2 separate regions of the Sus scrofa genome follow, and region 2 is linked to region 1. A link is a contact called in public HiChIP or PLAC-seq data. All regions are on one chromosome and are shown on one strand. The core of a region is the stretch at or near the end of the contact, and the rest is flanking DNA. Distances in the headings are between cores, read along the strand shown.

Region 1 (2,589 bases), core at 63-2,562:
CAGCACTCTAGTAGCCTGAATTCTTGAGCACCTGGTTCTGGGGGGCTTTCTGGGGATGCTGTGCATTCTGTGTCATGGAGGCCCTGAGGTCTCATTCTGTAATTCTCCTAGTTTAATGTATGTGAGTCATCTGGAGAGCTGGTTAGAGTTCAGACCCTGATTCAGCAGCCCTGGCAGAACTCGAGATTCTGCATTTCCAGCCAGCTTCCAGGGGATGCCAAAGCCACTGGTTTGTGAATCATACGCTGAAGAGTAAAATCTGACAGAAGAGACAAAACAGATACTGCTTTAAGAACTATCATCTGGGAGTTCCCATCGTGGCTCAGCAGAAATGAACCCAACTAGTATTCATAAGGATGCGGGTTCAATCCCTGGCCTCCCTCAGTGGGTTAAAGATCCTGCATTGCTGTGAGCTGTGGTGTAGGTCTCTGGCTCGACTTGGATCATGACTTGGATCCCAAGCTGCTGTGCTGTGGTGTAGGCTGGCAGCTGTAGCTCCGACTGGACCCCTAGTGTGGGAAATTCCATATGCTATAGGTGCAGCCCTAAAAAGCAAAAAAAAAAAAAAAAAAGAGAGAGAGAGAGAGAGAGAGACAGAGAGTGAGCAAGCGAGAGAGAACAATAAAGTGAGCAGAAGAAAAGGGGGAGAGGAACATGAGTCCCAGAGCTATGGTGATGGGTATTCTCTTGTAGAGGCTTAGGGCTAAGTCACTTCCCCAGGAAGGGCTCAGAAGCTGCCCTGGGGTTCAAAGCCAGTTCAGTGACCCAGAGTTGCACTCCATAACCACAGTGGTGGGAGGACAGAGGGGGGTTGCTGGCGGCTCTGGGCCACATAGGGAGCAGGGTCTTTTCTTAAGGAGACTAGGAATTCTAGTGGTGGCCAGTGCACATAGTCACAGCTTAGGTTTCTGGGGTTGAGACAATTAATAGAAAAGTCTTCAGATGCTCTTTTCTTCCAGTTGTTGGTAATGCCAAATAAGACCCTATATGATCAGCATTTTTGCTGACACATGTGAATCTGCATACACATAGAACGACTTTCATTTGCACTAAATTCTTTAATATTTAGAAGAGATGGCCTGTAATTTTCACCCTTGTCACACATCCCTTTTCTCCCCTCACTTTGTGTTCTTCTCTCTCAAGTGTCTGAATGTGCCTTATCTTTAAATCTTTTGGGGGCCATTTTTGAAATGGCCTTACTTTACGGTTACAGAAAACTCTAGCGCACTTCTGGGATTCTGTCCCAGTCACAAAGACTTAACAGGAGCCTTGTGAGCCGTCACCTGATGGGGATTAAGAGCCAGAAGTTACCCTAGCCAGCCACCCAGCCTGCTCAAAGGCCCCCCTGCACAGCCATGCTTTGAGGAACTCAGCATTCACTGTGCTTTCCCATCCACGTCATTCTGTGTATGAGAACTTCTTGTCAAACAGCCTAAAAATCTGTAGCATCAAAGAATTCTTTACTTACAACCTCCAAGTTGCTGAGAAACCAGATGTCTGGTGAGAGCCCAGGAAGTGTTAGATCCACTGGCTGAAAGGCAGGGCGCTTTTGCCAACACTGTTCCTGGCGGTGTCCAGTCCTGCAGCCACCTGACTCCCTGCTGGGGACTTCCTGGAAGGCACTGCCAGAGCAGGTTAGGACCTGGGGGTGCCTGGCAGAGTCACTGTGTGTGGGGGGGTGGTAATGGCTATGGGAACTGGAGCTGCAGTGAAGGTGGCTCTCTCCTCCTGTCATGGACCCGCTTAGTCAGACGCCCAGAGGCAGCCACAGCCACAGCCACAGCAGGAGGTGCTGTTAATGTCCCTTCTCAGTTGGCGGCTGCCTGGGAGGAGGGACCAGCAGAGCTCTTTAAGAAGCCAACTCTAAGTGGCTGCAAATGCTCCTGCTCTGAAGCGAGAGGGAGGCTGATGGGCAGTGTCAGAGGTGGAAGGCAGAGTTGGCCAGGAGGCCTTGAGGCCCTGTGGTTTACCTCCTGTCCCCAAAGAAATCGCCCCATTAGGCTCATCTGGTTCCTCAGAAAACTACCTCTTGCTAAGAGGCACGAGGCTGGAAGTGATCAGTTCTTCAGCTCTCCTTTAACCCACTGATTAAGACCCCAGAGACTCCCAAAGAACTGTGATGTAACAGCAGCCAAAAGGCAACCCCCAGAACCAGATGGGAGGGGCCCCAGGGAACATCCCAGATGCCCCAGAAACAACTGCTTACAGGCATGGTGTCAGGTGTGACAAATAGGTTTCCATCTCAAAAACCAGCACTTTCCTAGTAGAATCAGCCATAGGCTCTGTGAGAAGGGCAGGGGCCCACACTGACCTTGAGAGAGTGACTCCTGAGACTGCAGCCCCTTTGGGGTGCTGCAACCGCTTCTCTTTAGAGACGGAAACATCTGGGGGAAAGAAGGGACATTTGAAGCTCCATGTCATAGTAGCAAACTTAGCCAAATGTTCACCCTCAAGTTAACATTCATCAAAATGTAGTAGAAAGTGGTTTCTCTTTCCTTCTGATCTCGACCCTCTCCTTTCATTGCTGATGGAAACATTCTTGGCAAAGCCGGAGCCAGGCTGATGCCCACCATGAAGCCATCACTACCT
Region 2 (2,589 bases), core at 47-2,546, 180 kb after region 1:
TCCAGCCTCTGCCACTGACCGCCCCTGAGAATGCCATTCCTTCCCTGGGCTCTGGAAGGCTGCTGGAACCCAGGCCTTCCTGCTTGCCCTTCTCTCCTCCTTCCATGCTCCCCACCCCCCACTCACCCTCCTGGGGCCTCCAGTTAACCTACCAGGTTTTATCACCCAGGGCCTTTGCTCTCACTGTTGGCCCTGCTGAGAACAACCTCCTTCTCACCCATCCAGCCCTAGCTCACATCTCACCTGTGAAGAAAAGCCTTACCTTATCATCCTTCTCCCTTACTCTTCATCTCCTCACCCCGCACACGTACTTTGCACCCTCAACCTGCAGTTACCTTCCTTAGAAAGTTGCTTATCTGCTCACAGCTGGAGTCCTCCATTAGAACACACACACACACCACACAGCTGAGGTGGGGACTGCACTCTGGACCTCCTCTCACATCCAAGACAGTGGCCACAACACAGTAGGGACTTCATAAATATAAGTTGGGTGTGAGAACAAATGAGTAGCTGTATGACCCTGGAGAAATTATTTATGCTCTCCTGCCTCAGTTCCCCTGCCTGTAAAATGGGATTAATACCTGCTTCTTAAGGTGGATGTGTGGATTACAATAAAGCTGCCATTTATTTTATTTTATTTTATTTGCTTTTTAGGGCTGCGCCCACAGCATATGGAGATCCCCAGGCTAGGGGTCAAATTGGAGCTGTAGCTGCCAGCCTACACCACAGCTACAGCAATACAGGATCTGAGCCACATCTTCAACCTACAGCACCACAGCTCACGGCAACGCCAGATCCTTCACCCACCAAGTGAGGCCAGGGATCAAAGCCGTAACCTCATGGTTCCTAGTTGGATTCGTTCCCACTGTGCCAGGAGGGAACTCCCAAAGCTGCCGTTTATTGAGGGCACACTGTGTGCTGGGCACTGTACTGCATACACAGAACATGGCACCTAGGAAGTGCTTAATTAATGACTGTTACTTACATGGTTACCATGGCTATTACTACTGAACCACAGAAGTTGGGATCCCTGAATTGAGGGGCTGGACCCTGGATCCTGAGATGTCCCCCAAGAGGCTCCAGGGACACCCAAGGCAGGGAGACAGTCCTGGAGGCCAGAAGCAAAGGCCACTCTGGGAAAGAAAACTAGTCTGAAAGTCTCTGAGGGGCTCCTTCCTTTGGGATTTCTCTGTTCTCTCCCAACCCTTCCATTCTACTCTACCCCCACACAGCCCCGCCTTTCCCAGCCACACACTAAGAATAAACCTCATCCCCCCCAGCAGCCTTGCTGTCACAGTTTCCTGCCACCACGGTCATGGGCTCCCCGGGCGGGCTCCGAGGGATTTTCCAGCTCAGAGCAACGCTGAGTGGGACCTGAGGCAATGTGACCTAAGAGGGGCTGTGATGCAGACCCAGAAGCAGGAAAACCCCAGGCAGGCATTACTGGGAACCAGAATGGGGCCCTCAGTGGCCACCTGGGGTAGGGGCCCCAGGAAAAGGAACCAGGCCTCCTCTGTGACCTCGCCCCGGCGCCCTCCAAGTGGCCGGCCACGGCTTGCTGACAGCAAAGGCTGTCCTGGCTAGGGGCCCAGAACAAGAAATTCAACTCTGGGTCCCAAAAGTCTATGGCCAGGCTGGATCCAAACGGATTCTGGTTTAGAGACGTGCCTGGTCCTTGAGGAAGTCCTGTTGTCTCTGCCTGCTCTTCCCTCCACACAGATAGCAAGCTCGCTCTGTTGTCCTGAGCTAACCCTGAGCAGTCTCACTGATACCCATCACAACCAGATGCCATCCCTGGAAAGCTGGGCCCCGCCTGGGTCTTTCTCTTCTCATCTCCACACCGGATATCTATCTATTTCTTCCAAACATGTCAAGGAACCTAGCTCCTAGTTCAGCTCTGGTTCTGACTTAACTCAGTGACATTGAGCAACTTCTAGCCTCACTCTGGGCCTCTCTGGCCCCTCTGCAAAATGAGGCCCCATATGGTCCCTTTGAACTCTGACATTCTAGGATTCAGCTACAGAAAGATTCAACTATAAGAACCCTTATGAGAAAGTATGCCACCACCCCACCTCCAGTCCCACCCCCATCCCCAGGACTTAGATTCACACTTTTTTTTTTTTTTTTTTTTTTTTTTGCTTTTTAGGGCTGCACCCAGAGATATGGAGTTTCCCAGACTAGGGATTGAATTGAAGCTGCAGCTTCTGGCCTATAGCACAGCCACAGAAACATCAGATCTGAGCCTTGTATGAACCTAACCATAGCTCACAGCAACTTTGGATCCTTAACCTACTGAGCAAGTCCAGGGATCAAAACCGCATCCTCGTGGATACTACTTGGGTTCGTTGCCACTGAGCCATAAAGGAACTCCCTGTCAAAGATTTAGAAAGGTTCCCATCCACCTTCCTAGCTATGTTACCCTGGCCGACCCTCTGTTGAATGGACAGAGGATAAGATGTTTGCAGGACAAACAAGGCAAGTGCCTAACACAGTACTTCCTCTACCTAACATCCAGCCGGTGTGCATGAATAGGAAGCCACTATGAATTTAGAAGAAGGGAACAAGAAGACAGAAAGTATAAAGGAAAAA

Evidence for each region. HiChIP or PLAC-seq counts read pairs in DNA pulled down with a chosen protein or histone mark.
Region 2: an H3K27ac HiChIP or PLAC-seq map of skeletal muscle shows a contact between it and region 1. The contact joins two enhancer-like sites. A contact is called at or near these places in 2 of 47 Hi-C or Micro-C datasets (embryonic fibroblasts and heart right ventricle) and 2 of 2 datasets of contacts at active chromatin or transcription factors (alveolar macrophages and skeletal muscle).

The regions. Positions count from the first base shown.
Region 1 is chr13:61,373,184-61,375,772 of Sscrofa11.1, forward strand. All of the region lies in intron 57 of ITPR1 (inositol 1,4,5-trisphosphate receptor type 1), which reads left to right. LOC106505661 (a long non-coding RNA gene) reads right to left here. Exons shown (of 12, transcript XR_002337646.1): 9 at 2,312-2,384; 10 at 1,469-1,622. Among named protein-coding and RNA genes, the nearest start is that of BHLHE40, 150 kb to the right of the region's middle. Within about 2 kb of position 1,313, at least 10 of the 83 cell types and tissues checked have an H3K27ac peak or open chromatin away from gene starts, as enhancers often do. A contact at or near this core is called in alveolar macrophages and skeletal muscle, where this site is marked.
Region 2 is chr13:61,553,040-61,555,628 of Sscrofa11.1, forward strand. No RefSeq gene overlaps it. Among named protein-coding and RNA genes, the nearest start is that of BHLHE40, 26 kb to the left of the region's middle. Within about 2 kb of position 1,297, at least 15 of the 83 cell types and tissues checked have an H3K27ac peak or open chromatin away from gene starts, as enhancers often do. A contact at or near this core is called in alveolar macrophages and skeletal muscle, where this site is marked.